2 separate regions of the Zea mays genome follow, and region 2 is linked to region 1. A link is a contact called in public Hi-C data. All regions are on one chromosome and are shown on one strand. The core of a region is the stretch at or near the end of the contact, and the rest is flanking DNA. Distances in the headings are between cores, read along the strand shown. Region 1 holds the start of LOC100194389 (Transducin/WD40 repeat-like superfamily protein). Region 2 holds the start of LOC103643975 (serine/threonine-protein kinase SMG1).

Evidence for each region. Hi-C and Micro-C count contacts between places; a contact is called where the count stands out from the background.
Region 2: a contact with region 1 is called in a Hi-C map of leaf, with 4 times the contacts expected there. The contact joins the promoter of LOC103643975 here to the promoter of LOC100194389 in region 1. A contact is called at or near these places in 6 of 25 Hi-C or Micro-C datasets (ear, leaf and tassel).

Annotation. Positions count from the first base shown.
Region 1 is chr1:280,666,573-280,673,846 of Zm-B73-REFERENCE-NAM-5.0, reverse strand. LOC100194389 (Transducin/WD40 repeat-like superfamily protein) reads right to left here and starts at 2,727. Exons shown (of 13, transcript NM_001139420.1): 1 at 2,335-2,727; 2 at 2,183-2,241; 3 at 1,941-2,021; 4 at 1,776-1,849; 5 at 1,614-1,696; 6 at 6-109. The coding sequence starts at 2,651. LOC541769 reads left to right here and starts at 2,870. Exons shown (of 9, transcript NM_001305810.1): 1 at 2,870-3,114; 2 at 3,220-3,402; 3 at 3,523-3,620; 4 at 4,391-4,481; 5 at 4,561-4,764; 6 at 4,861-5,117; 7 at 5,392-5,482; 8 at 5,566-5,779; 9 at 5,864-6,322. The coding sequence starts at 2,998. The coding sequence ends at 6,078.
Region 2 is chr1:280,843,602-280,850,875 of Zm-B73-REFERENCE-NAM-5.0, reverse strand. LOC103643975 (serine/threonine-protein kinase SMG1) reads right to left here and starts at 4,519. Exons shown (of 17, transcript XR_561409.3): 1 at 4,137-4,519; 2 at 1-4,043.

The sequences.
Region 1 (7,274 bases), core at 1,478-3,977:
CATACCAGTTGGTCCTTCACCCCCCTTGAGTAAAGAATACTGATCAAAGTCTCTGCCAGGCCGATGAACATCAAACACTCTTATAGCTTTGTTGTATCCAGCAAATAGCCTGTAAAATAACATACCCCCCATGAATAAATATTCAAGAAGATTTTAATTCAGTTTAATTCTTTTTTCTGAAACAAATACCTCAGTTTAATTCTCAAAGTTAGGCCACTAGCTTTCAGTTGAACTCTGAAAACGGGACGGGCGGATAGTAGGTCATCTCGTATCCTACCCTAATTATTTTCACTTGGATTCGGGATCAGGTTCGGGTAGTAAAAGTGCGGGTCAGATATAGCACAAGATCGGAATTATTCGGACGGGTAGAAAACGGATCAACAACATAGCCTTTTAGTCCCAAGCAAGTTGGGGTAGGCTAAAGTTGAACCCAACAAGATGTCACCAAAAAGAGAGAGAGAAAGGGGACGGGTAGAAAACATATATCAGATATTATTCAGACGGATACATACAGATATCTGATACTTGTCGGATAGTCTTTGAATTAATTACATGCTTCTAAATACTACAATAGTCCAATTTTATAGTTCATAATACGATGGCAATGTCTAATCACACAATAGTCCAATATAACACATAGTGATAGTTTTAAATTGGCAAAAAATAGTTTATATAATGTATGATTGAAGAACTCAAATCGCAACATCTATCTTCAATAATCATCAATTGTGAACATATTAGACACGTCGACACAATTCTTTATATGCGTTACTATCAGAATTAGCATATACTCCCTCTGTTTTTTATTTGTCGCGTTTTAGTTAAAAAATGAACTAGCGGACGACAAATATTTAGAGAATGGAGGTAGTATATTATATATAGGCTAATCAAATTACTAGAGGCGCCAATACTTTGCCTTAAAAAAAAGCAAATGATAACATTAATAAGCTATGGAGTATTGGAGTTACACATGTGATGTATAGTTTGTTACTTTGATACAAATTTGGATATTATTTCAATGATTTTGACGTGAAGATATGTTCAAACAAAAATGTGATGTACTACAAGGTTGTTGATCTCTTCAAGCTCTATGATTTTCATGTAAACTTTATCTTCATCCGAGTTCATATGTAAAGGTTATGTTTTTATAAAAAATATTGTGCAGAAAAAGGAAAGTGGGCATCCAAAACCCGAGTACCCATATCCAATCCAAATATCCAAATATTTACTGGGTAGTCCTCGCTTCAAATCCAACCTGAATCAAAAGCTACACTATACGTGTACTACCCATACTAAGTATAAAAATATTTGAATCCGTATCCAAAAAATGGATATTTGTATTATCCGTATCCGGTACCTGACGGGTATAGTGGTATACCCAACCCGTTTTCACCCATAGAACCCCATATGTTATCCTAAGACACCAAAGTATGATACTGACAGTAAGCATTACACACACAACAAAATGAGTAAAAGGCCATTAATTTCTTATACTGAGAACAAGACCTAACAGGATGCCATGACTACAAACAGTATGTTTCATGTATCAAAAAATCAGAATTTTTCCTTATGTAACACGGATTCAACTTAGAGTTTGAGTGCACCACACATACTTAGATCCTGAAGAATTGAAAGAAATCGAAAGTGCAGCAGTTATTTCATCCATGGCATCATATGCTCGGTATGTGCACCGGAGCTGCAATTCCCGAAACAAATAATCAGAACCAGAATTAATTGTGAGACATAACGAAACACAACAAGCGGAACAGTCTTACTTCCCCACTGGTGGCATCCCAAAGGTGTATCGGATGATCACGACTGGTGCTTGCAAATACACAAGTGGCTGGGTCTGCAAAACAATAAAAATGCATCAAATTCACTAATTGATCATAAAGGAAGAAGGAATATGAACATATGAAAGAAAGCAATTCATCACCCACCAGACAAGGACATACACGGGTACCAGCAGAAATCGTACACTGGCTCACCCTCGTTCGCCTGAATGAAAGCTCCATAAGAATCTGCAGGGGGGAAGAATTTGAAACTAACACAGCGGATAGGAAGTAGAGGACAATTGAACCAACAGAGACGACCAAAGGATCGGCTAAGCATTCATTGCCGGCATTTACATGATACACTCCCACAATCGTAACAGCAAACAACTCAAAAACCAGAAACGCACCTTCACTTTCGACAGCGGCCTCGGCAACGGGCTCCGCCGCAATGTACGCTTCCTCCGGTCTGTCGAACGGAAGAAGGGAATGCCCCTAGTTTTAGCCACTCGCCGCGGGCGCAAGAGAGAGCGTATCAGAAAAATGTAAGCGCGCGGCTTACAAGTAAAACAAGCGGAGGGAGTTATCGTCGGAGCTGGTGAGGAAGGAGGACCCGTCGGGCGACCACTTTACGCCCTTGAGGAAGTTCTCGCCGCTACTATTGCTGCCAGAGGAAGTGGCGGAGCGGAACTGGCGGGCGAAGTGGTAGAGCCGGCGAGGGGGGCGGTCGAAGCGGAGCTGGAGCCACGAGTACTCCGCCGCCGCTTCCATCGCCGTAGCATCGCTCTCCGCGCCGCCTGGTGGTGCCTCCTCCGTCTCGGTAGCATCGCTCTCCGTGCTCGGCGGCGCCGCCGCCGCTTCCTCCTGCGCCGCTGCCATCGCGCTCAGCTCTTCTCCGGCGAAGCGAAAGCAACCGGCGGCCTGGGGCTGGGGTTTCGACGGGTTTCTGGGTCGTTCCCATTTGGGCCAGGACCAAGTGCAATCATAGTCAGGCAGGCCTGACCCAAACGAAGTCGCAGACTAGGCCCGCAACGGCATCGTGGCCTACTGAGACTTGACTTATAGGGCCGGGCCCAATCCAACCCCACGTGCACGGCACGGCACGCGACTTGACTCATCTCTCCGGCCAGGTAGTTGGAGTCGCGAGCCCACTGGTGGTTGCAGTGTTAGATCCGTCCGCCTGAGCCAGAGCCAGAGCGAAGGAGTCAATCTCACGGCACGCGCCATGTCCGACGAGTCGCCGCCGCCAGCTCCGGCGGCCGAGAAGAGTCAGCCCGCCGAGCAGGCGGCAGGAGGCTGGGGCGGATGGGGACTCTCCATCTTCTCAGAGATCTCCCGCAACGTGAGTACCGAGTAGCACTTCGACCTGCTGGCTTCGTCATGCGCATATTTTTATTTTTACTCGGTGGGAAGGCCAGATTAGGGTTTCAATGAATTTATGTCCCAGGCGGTGGAGGTTGCTAAGAGTGCCATCGCCGACATTCAGCAACCGCCGGAGCAGGACACGGTACCGGGTAGTGGCGAGAAGGATCAAGAGAAGGAACCGGAGGGGGAGGAGGAGGAGGAGGAGAGACGCAAGGCGGCTCTGGACAAGTTGGAGAAGGCCGGTGAGGACTCAATCCTGGGCCAGGCAAGTACCTGCCTTGCAACTCTCTCAATATTGCTGGCATTTCTGGGCTTGGTAATGCCGGTGATAATGGTTAGTGAACTGCTGTTTACAATGTGTGTATGTGTATGTGGGTTTCTGCAGGGGCTGAAGGCCTTTGATAGCTCGGTGGAGACCATCACGACTGGTACTTGGCAAGCTCTTGGGACCGCATGGAGGAGTGGTTCACTATTTGTTCAAAAGTACACCCCATCTCCTTCAGTTTAAGCTGTTACAGCTAGGGGTGGTAATGAACTCTTAATTTTACATTATAAAATTTAAGGATCAGATCAGATTAGAGATTAGGATCGAGATCAATTTCTATTCATTTTTTAACTAAAATTACTTAAGGGCTTAAACGAATTGTGAAGAAACATTTGGATCGTGATCCATTACCACCCCTAGTACAGCCCTTGTGGATTGAACAGAAAAAAAAAATAGTTCAGTGGTGACAGGCACACCCTTGTTACTTGTCCTTACATTACATGAAACAGCCTAGATGACCTGGAGTTGCTTCTCCCACTAGTAAATCCACCCAGTCTGTTCTACTTATGAAATTGTGGATCTAGTTGGTTAAATCTTACAAGTGAGAACATGAGATACAAAACTGTATACTACATGTATTAAATGTCTCTAGTGCCAGTATTATGATGCCATTATTTCAGTTACTGGTTGATAAATGAATACATGGGTATTCAGCTGTTTGTGCACATGTATAACATGACATAGCGATGAGATTCTGTAAACATACTTTCCATCATAAACTTGGTGCTGTCTGTTATCCAGTAACTTTGTATGTCTTTTCTCAACTTCGAGCATCAACTATCAGCAGGTTAACCTTTGTAATGTCTTTTTAGTGTTAAATAGTTAGTATTGTGTTCATTAACAGTAACCCTGCAAGTGCCTCTCCTTGGATAAGTAACATGTTTGCTAGGTGTATTTATCTCTGACTATGTCATGGTTACTTTCCTAGATTGGAAAATTCAGCTTCAAGCTTGGCCGAAACCATTCAGCAAGGAGAACTGCCTGCAAAAGCATCTGCGATAGCACCGACCATTTTAGAGGTAGCTAGGAGTCAGTAATTGCATTGTCTCTACATATACGTGAAACAAATATTTTAATATCAAAGTTCAATAATCACAGACAGGGAAGTCATTTACAGCAAAAGGAATGGAAGTGCTTGAACGTGTTGGAAAGGAGACAATGGAGTTTATTGTTGAAGAAACTGGTATGGAAGTTGATAAAGGCAGTACCGGTGAAGGTGACCAGCAGACAGAAGAGGAACAGTTTGAAGAAGTCTCATTTGACAGATGCTTCTATATTTATGGGGGGCCTGATCAATTAGAGGTGATGTTTTGTCTTCCCATGGATATTATGTGTTTGGTCTTCAATATGCCCCCTTCTCTCTTAATTAGATGTGGTCTTTTTTTCTGTTTGTAATAGGAGCTGGAAGCATTATCAAGCCACTATGCATTGTTGTTTAATAGGAAAAAGGGGAAACTTAATTCTGACCAGAAAACATATTACGATGGAAAGCTTAAAGAAATAGAGCAGATTTTTAGTCTTAGCACCAATGCTGATGAAGATGGACCAGAATCTGACAAAGGGAAGAAGACTGAATCAGCTGACACTGATACTGACGCTGAGATGAAGAAGTTATGTGAATATAGTGTTCGCAAGGCTGCTAAGATGGCTGCAGGGTATGTGTATCCTTCATTACCATGTGGATTCACAACTAGTATGTTGGTACTTATATTTAGTTTTGTCAAGTATTGATGAAATCATGTCAATTTATAGAGAACCATTTTAGCATGTAGTTGACTAGATAGATAGCAACTTTTTAATAAAATGCAATGTATACATGATGAAAACAACATTACTTAACTTTTTGTGAGACATTGTCCATTCAAGTCGGCTCTAAAAATGTCTTCTCATTTAAACTTGAGACCGTGATTATATCTATCACCTTCGCAGGTTCACCACTGCCTTGGGTGGGCTTTCTCCAAACGAGATTATGAAACGAACCACTAGTAGGCTTGAGACCATTCACTCAGAGGGTGTTCATGTATGTACATACTATATAACGTGTCATTCATTGCTTATAAATTTGATATTTCTTTGAGGGGAGAAAAAACTCTTTTCTTGCAGAGATTATCGGAGATGTGCTGCCTTGCAGTTTCTCAGCTTCTGGTGCTAGGAAAGTCAGTAATATCTTCTGCCAATAAATCAAAGAATGAGGACGGTGAAAATGATGTTAAGATTGATTGGCCCGAAGATGCCATTTCAAAAGCCAAAATAATCAGATGGAAGGCGCAATCCATCTCTGTGGATATGGAAAAGGTGTCTACTAGTTTCGCTACAGGTAATGGACCTCTCATACCAAATTGATGACTCTATGTAGGAGGTGAATTTCAATTTTCACAAACGCCACCTCATTTGTCCGTAGGTATCTCGGATGTCGCTGAAGCTTATGCGGCAGCTATGCAAAGTGCTCTCGCCGACAAGCAGGACGACCTCCCAAATCAGAAGTCTTTACAGGAGAAGGTTAAGTCCATATCCATCCATCTCAACTCCGATCAGACCAGCGCTGTCAGCAAGCTACAAGATGCCCTGCGGTACCTGGCCTACGTCGTCGTATGCGCTTCAATGCCAAGTGTGTGATTGTGGTGTGTTCCCTGTCTGAGCATTTGCCTCAATCGTTGGCCATCTATGTACATTTGCGTACACGGGGATCCCTTCAGGCTTCAGGGTTGCAGAATTAGGTACCTCACTAGGACGTGTTGGTTAGTTGTGATGTTTTGTACTCCATTGCTCTTGGAAAGTTGTTGCTCTCTTTGTTTTTCCTCTGAGAACAATCTGATGTTTAATATACATACAAGTGAACTGATGTGTTCAATTTACCGTTGATGGCTTACTGCTCAGTTCGGTCTTTGCAAGACCACCGACATGGGGATGAGTTGGGCGCCGCTCCCGGCACCCGTCTCCTCTCTCTATCTCAGTATTGTAGGTAGCTATGGGTTCATTACACGATGGCGCGCCGCCAGCCTCCGGACACAGCCGGGTTTAGAGTTCGTATTGCCTGCCTGTCTTCTCCACACGAACAGCCGGGTTCAGAGTTCGTATTGCCTGCCTGTCTTCTCCGCACGACCGCAAGGGTTATTACAGGCTGCGTCTCTCACTGCCCCATGGGCCCTCCCTCACATATGTCATTCATCACCTGTGAAACGCTTGTTGGGCCGCGGTACTCGATGGCTTCTCCTGAGTTGTTCTCCTTTCGGCCCACGAGCGTGGTCTTCCTTGTGTATCTCTTGGCCGACGTCTCCCCGGCACCTTTGTCTTGCTTCCCTTTATCAATATAGTCGTTGACATCCCCCCTCCCTTCTTAACAGTCAGCTTGTCCCCAAGCTAGGGCGAAAGGAAAGCTCCGCTTGATGTCAGCCTCATCTTCCCACGTGGCTAGAGATGAATGCCAACTACTCCACTTGATCAGCAACTGCTTAACAACCTTTCCTGCACGGCGGCGAAGTCTAGTAGCCAAAATAGTTTCTGGTACCTGAATACCCTGGTGCAGGTGGTTAGGTAAAATAAGACTAACACGAGTTTGAGGACTGATTACCGCTTTGAGTTGCCAGACATGAAATACTGGGTGGACGGAACGAGTTCATAGGCCACTGGGTTGATCTTTTTCACAATGGTGTAGGGTCCAAATAATCGAATGATGCCCTTAAACTGAATGATGCCCTAGGATAGAGTGTAGTGTTCCATTGTCTCACCAGTAACCAAACTACTCAGTAGATTTTAGCACTCGGATCATGTTCATAACCTTGAGCTACTTGGCTCAGCCAACTTGGTATGAC
Region 2 (7,274 bases), core at 3,270-5,769, 180 kb before region 1:
CAGAATCGCTGAAATCTTTTACTACCATTGGAATGATCGAATTTAAAGGACTTGAGTTCGCTTGCTCCATCCAGGTTGAGAGTTTCAAACAAGCCCTAGCAACCAGTGAATGTGAAGTGCCAATGCCAGATGAACAACTAACTCTAGACAGAACACTAGCTCGGACCAGTGACCACAGATCAGATAGAGCCTCTTCATTATTTCCATTTGCATGCTTCAGCAAGGCACCTTCATACTTAATGTTCAATTCAAGTATTTCCTTGTCCATCTCATCAGATGACTTCAAAGGATGATCTATGAGGTATTGATTTAAACGAGTAGCCAACATAAAATTGCTCTGCTTTCTAGAAAGACTTGCAAGCTTCTGACAGAGAAGAAGAGTGGATAAAGAAGATGGCCGTGTATTACGGTACACTTTGAAGACCTTTAGCCACATGTTGCAATCTTGATGCATTTTATCGACAGGATCATGCAGTGCTTTCAGTAAAGAATCCATTATTGATTGTGATTGATTAAGTCCATTTTGGGAGGTCAACCCCAAGGCTTCTTCCAATGCAAATATGCAATGAAGCTGGCCAGCGCAAGCAGCAGCTTGAGGCAATCCATTGAGTGGGACAACAGTGAGTGCTTCATCCAACATCAATTTAGCCTTATGAAGCTCCTCTGTTATGCCCTCTAACTTGCTATTACATCGCAGCATTCCACGCAAAAGCATAAGTTCACTTCTCTCAAGTGCAACCTTGGGATCAAGGGTGAGCTCATTGCTGCTTTTTGGAGTCAGGTCAAGATAACCCCAAGCTGAATGAAAGTCCCCCTCATCAAAGCACGCCATTGCATGGATAGCATTAAGTTCGTTGCCAGCACTTGTTAGAGCTCCTGAAAAAGGTTTGCCGGCGTGTACAGCACGGAGCACTTGTAACTCAGCAAGCCAACTCTCTAAGCATTTCCAATCTGAAAGGGATGTGTAGCACTCAATAACACGCTCTATGATGTACTGAATGCCATCAGATTTCATGGAGATAAGGGCTTCCTCCGACTGCAGTAGATGTGAATAATGTGCAGCAGCCTTTTCATACTGCCCCTGGGATTGATAGATCAATCCTGATATCCAGGAGAAGCGATTGTCGCGATCAGATACGCCCCGAACTAGTTGATTATCTTGCTCAAAGTAAGAATAGAATGTTGATGCAGCCCACTTCTGAAGTCCAACTAAGGCATCTGTTTCATGACATCTGCAGAGTGCCAGGGAAGCATGCCGGAGGACTTTCATAACATCTGCTTCTAACCTCTCTCTAAAGGCATGACTTTCAGTAGCCCCACCCATGTGACTATTGCCTCTGAGAGATGATGCAGCCAGGTTTCTGAGATCTACCAGCCGCAGTGAACAATAGTGAATGACTGCATCACTGCAATGCATAGCTAATCCTGCATTCAACATTGGATCACAAATTCGTGAAAACCACTCTTCACAAACTCGTTTGTTTGCATGGAAAAACACGGAACTTGCTTTTGGTGGGGGTGATAGAACAAAGGAACCTTCATATGCATTGTAAGCATATTTTTTCAATGCCTCAACAAAATCCAATAGAAGACGCATTGGCAATAAGCAAATGTCAGCTGGCCCTATATACCTTCCTTCAGCTTCCTTAGCTTCCACCATTAATACATTTGTTACATCCAAAAGCATGCGTTCTAGAGCTGCAAATGTCTGAGTGGGACCACCTAGATGAGTTCGAAGCCGAAGGTTAATGCAGTGCCGGGCAGCTTCATGGATTCCCCACCAAACAGCAGCATGATTATTTACTGAGTATATTATATCAATAGTATTTCTGTCCACACCAGGGCCTTTGGGGAGTTCATTCCCATCAGCATCTCCAAACATATCAATTTGACCATAACGCGTATCTTTCTTCCCACGGTAACTAAAGACCAGCCGTTGCACCCAAGACGAAAGAGGTAACTTCAATCTGAGAGAAAGGTAACTCAAAACAGAAACAAGCTGCTGCCAGTGGAGTTTCCTAGGCTGTTGCTTCACAGCAAGCACATGCCTCCAGTTCATGCAATGGTTGGACATGTTAACAATATCTGAGGAATTACGATAATTATGTTCATCTGCAAACAAGCCAAACGCATATGTTGTGATAGGCAAGGTGATTGAAAATAACCTTAAGAATGCATCCTTTACATTACTATCTGGATCACTAAGCTTGTCTAGCAGAACCTGAGCAACAACATAGAAATTCATGGGGTTGATGAGCCTTCCCAGAAATAGTAACTCCAAGGTTATTGCAACATGGTACCTTACTTTAGACTCCCTATCATATGCACAATCCAAGACAGCAAAAAGGATATCACTCGAAAGGGTAGCATCCCAAATTACCTCATAAGAGAAACTGAAATTATCCACACCCCTCTCCAATCCATGGATCAATTTTTCAAATGAACCTATCCAATCTAGAGCCTCTAATTTCAGTGTCAAAGATGATGATGCATTAAGGCCCTGAACTATGTATTTGCCATATTTATGCACAAACTTCTTTTTACATTCACAAGAAATCTTCTTTTCTAACACAACCGGCTGTGTTTTATAACCTCCAGAGTCTCTTTCAAATGGTTCAGATGCTGGCATATTGCTTGAGAGTTCCATGTTGCTCAGTTTGTGTAGTGTAGAGAAAATCTGAAACTGCATCTCAAGGAAATTATGGAAAGGGGCACCAAATGGGTCAAGCTTCTTTAAGATGAATTGTATCAAGTTAGTTGTTCTCTCATTTCTCTTTTTTGTATCCAGTGCAATAGTCGCCAGAAGAATCTTGAGATCAAATTTCATTAGGCAAAGCAACTGATCCTCTGAATATTGTGGCCAACAATGCACACCTGAGTTCGACTCGTTTTTCCTTTCACTGTTCAATTCTAAGGGGGGACTATGGATATCAGGGCAACTTGCTTGCCCTTCCGCTAGCAGAGATTTTATCAGCTCCAACTCATTCATCACTGATGCAATTGCTTGATCAACTACATCTTCCAATCCATGCTGTAAGCAAAAAATGTAGGTAGCTGCTGAGTTTGCAACCACGCTGTGGTTTGGATGAAGACGTGACTTAGATAAAATTGAACTGAAGTCAAGCAAAGCTCCAACAGAAGCTGCATGGAGCCCCAAATTTTGCAGTGATAGAACTTGCAGGTTAGTCTTAAGTGCTGCCGCCAACTGTGCCGAGGAGGCAACTTCCAAGCTCTGGACCAACACATCCACAAAATGGACATAAAAATCAGCAAACCTTTCCTGCAGAATCTCTGCAAGCAAGACCAAGCATTTGGATGCGTCTTCCATCCTCTCAGACCAGCCAAGGTTAGAGGCTATCACTGATGCACACCTTAAAAGTTGAGGAGCTAAACCTTCCAGAGGCCCAGCTACAAGTTCTCTTAGGTTATTTCGCTCAGCCACACCAGAAGACATAATCTGCAGTACCGTAGAGAAACAAGCAAACAGCGAACGAAGCCTCCCAGGATTATGGCTGCCTCCCAGGTTGAGATCATGCACAAGCCCCTCCATATCGGCCAAGAACTTGGGCAGTAATCCAAGTGAAAACTGCAGATTCCCAAGCCAATGCCACTGAAACTGCGGAAAACTATCAATGATCATGCTGCGATCTGCATCAGCTAGGTCCTGCACAAACGCCCACCCAAGAAGCAGGTCCATGATATCAACAAACTGTGGACGGAAGCAGTGGGGAAACTTGGCGGCAACCAACATAAGCAGGCTGAGCAGACACCGGAGCACAGCGGGCGACATCCGCTCATCCTCTAGCACGTCACGGCAGGCTGCAAGGAGAGGCGGCACGAACCTCTCGACTGGGGACACGTCCCCAGTGGACAGGAGCTCCCGGAGCCCCTCGGCGACGAGAGCAGCTGAGGAGGGGTCACCCAGGAGCGGCAGTGCCCAGGCGACGAACCCGTCCGGCAGGCCCCCGGGCGCTTCGTGCGAGCACAGCACCGCGCAGAGCGCCGCGTACGCCGATACCGCCGCCCGCCGCACGGCATAGGACCTGCACAGCAAACAATAAAGCATGAGCCGGGTGAATCGAGTGATTCGTCACAAATGGGGAAGGAAAGCGATGAGGAGAGGAAGGTTCACTTACGCATCGTCGGCGAGGAGGACCGAAAGGGGCGGGGCGAGGAAGGGAGCGAGGGCAGGTAACAGGGGGCGGTTAGGTGGGTGGAGGAAGGAGAGACGGAGGTTGGAGAGGGCGGCGGTGCGGGAGGCATCGTCGGAGGGGTGCGGGGGATCGGCGGCGGCGGCGGAAAGGAGGGAGGAGAGGTGCTGCTGGAGCTGGTGGTGCGCGTAGGAGGGACGAGGGGTTTGCATTGTCGCGACCGCCACGCCGTCAATCTCATCGGCCGCCGCGCTGCCTAGCCCGCCCGGCACGGAGAATCAGAAGAGCAGTCTCGCTCGGGGTCGGCGTCTCCGCTGTCTTCTCTCGTTGAACGCCCGGTGAACCGACGGTTCAGATCGACGTAGGGCAATCGGAATTCTCGGTTGGGATACATTTGGGGCGCGTCTGGTGGATCGGTCTAAATCACGAAAAAAAAACAGTACTCAGACACGGCATAACTCGAAATAATTTAGCGTCGGTCCGACATAGCCCGATATATTAGGATATGTTTGGACCGAGATCGCGGCCCATGGACGGGGCACGAGCACGGCTCGTTTAAGACAGACACGAAATGACCCATATAGAGGCACGAAAATGCACATGTATTTATTAAAATCACACTTCATTCCACACTTTCATGTACTTGATAAAGAACACACAGCTAGAGATAACGGTAGTTAGATGTTTTTTGTAGTTTCGAATTAGAGTATGTGATGTAATTTTACTTTTGTTATGAACGTTAGATAATGAACTAAACTTACGAACTTTGTATAGAGCTGATTATACTCTTTTTCTTTCTAACAAAATAATTTGTAAACGAGGCAGTCATTGCATAGCTCTGGTAACTTAATACAAATATTAAGTTTGCTTTTGGTCGAATTTATTTGTCTTATCTTTTATTTGTTTTATTAAATTTGTTTTGAATTTAGGCATTGATGTGAATTTTGGGCCCTAATGTGAATTTCGGACCAAAAACTGGATTTCGAGCCGCCTGAAATAAGCCCGACACGTTTAAGCAATTACGTGTCGGGTCGTGGGCCGAGGACTAGGACCGTGGGTCGGCCCGGCACGGCCTGAAATTCAAACGGGGCGGGGCGGTCCAAAATTCAAACAATACGGCCCTTTTTGGGCTTGGGCTGGGCCGAACCGGGCGGCCCGAATGTGCACCTATAGGGATAAGGTTGTACTAGGGGTGGCAACGGGGAATTCCCCGTCGGGTTTTAGCTCCTCATCCCTGTTCCTGCGACAAAAATTTGTTCCCGCGAGGATCCCTACGAACGCTTGCGAAGGGCATTTCTTCTCCATCCTCATTCTCCGTGGGGATAAATCCCCGTCGGGGAGCCCTGTCCCCGCTTAAATTATAATTAGAACACACTTCATATGTTGTTAATGTAAAACATTGTCACTTATACACAATGTTAGATGTAAAAATTCATTATGTGTACATCAAAATAAACGCATTTGTACAATGAGTGATCTATTGATAATGTAATTATTTATTTTTATAATTAGTTATTAAATAAAAACATCGTTACATGTAAGTTTAACGGGTCCCCACGGGAAACGGGGATGAGAAACCGTCCCTGTTTACCCGTCGGGGGAGAATTTTTTCCCGTTTACATCCCCGCGGGGAATCAGGGATCGGGTCCCCATTGCCATCTCTAGGTTGTACGCAACGCTGCCCCTCCCCTAGCACTGTATCGGCTACAGTTCCGTGCTATATGCAGCAGCGGCGGCCTCCAAACCAGCTACAGTGTAGGGAGAGGCACTCTCTTCCCACAGATTTGAAGGAGTGGCAGCCGGCCCCCTCCCCTTAAACCATGTGCACGACAGTCATTTATAGTAGACAAAAAAATGGTAAATGATGATGTATATGTATTGAAAATAATATTTTATGGTTGTAGTGAGGTAAAGAGAGAATTTAGGGGAAATCGTCACGAGAAGAGTGAATATATGGGAAGGAATCTTGCTGGTGTGGCTGCATAGTAGCATATAGGGGAAAAATTTAGAGGACACCATTACGTATAGCCTAATGGCTCCTCACACCAACTCCAGGAAGAGATCACATATGGGCACGGATCCGTAAAATAGGAGCCCGAGTCCACTATTCACGCGCACAACAGACTCTGTATTCGGGGGCGCAAATCACCTGTCACTCGTGTTCACTCCATTTTCTAGCATCGTCTCTCTTCTCCCCGCACTTCAACCATCGCGTTTAAAAACGAGGTACGTCTCTCCAAGTTTTTTCGTCCATACGCAGGCACGGATTCTAGATAGAGCTCTATCCTGGTTCTTGAGTTTCGATTGCGTATTATACAAGTGTAGATTGCACGGTGTCGTGTTTGGAGCGAAGCTAGAGCGGAGAGGGAAGCGGCAGCGGTCGACGTCTCCGAGTAGTGCCTACTCGTCATCGACCAAGGTGGAGTTGCCGGGGAGCCGGGCACCACTTACCTAGATTCGTACCTCCACAACGCGAAGGTGGACTTGCCGGGGAGCACGTTGGAGCTCCAACAAGCATTGATCCTTCGGCCACGACGATGGAGCGACCTTGGACTATGCCGCCTTCCGCCAGGACGAAGAATGCATCACGTACGCCGAGCTCTAGATGGGGGGTCGAGGTCGCGGTGGAATGTGCCGCGCGTAGACGCCCGACCACCTCCGCAAACGTCGGTCTTCGTGGTTGCCTCCGTCAACGGCGCTCGAAGGAGTTGGCTACGAATGTGTGGGGGACAGATATCCCCCGGGTCCACTGGAAGGATAAAAGACCTCATGAAAGGCCCAAGGGCCCAATAAATCGTAAGGTTACTCCTTCATGGGCCTGGGGAGGAACGATCAGTAAAGCAGATTGACATAAGGCCGGATCGGTGCGAGCCCGGATGGCCCAGCAACATTGAGCAAGCAACCACAACAGAAGACCCGACTTTCCCGCGCTGGAGCCCCGTACAACGTAACCAGGCGAGGATAAGTCGGCAGAACTATAGGAAGATAGACTCAATCAGTTCACTATCTCTTAGGTGCAGTTTGTTATCTCATCTGCATGTATTGCCTCACGGTCGAATATATAAGGCCTAGGGGGCACCCCTTCAGAACGATCGATCTCACTACTCACCCATTCACCCCAAC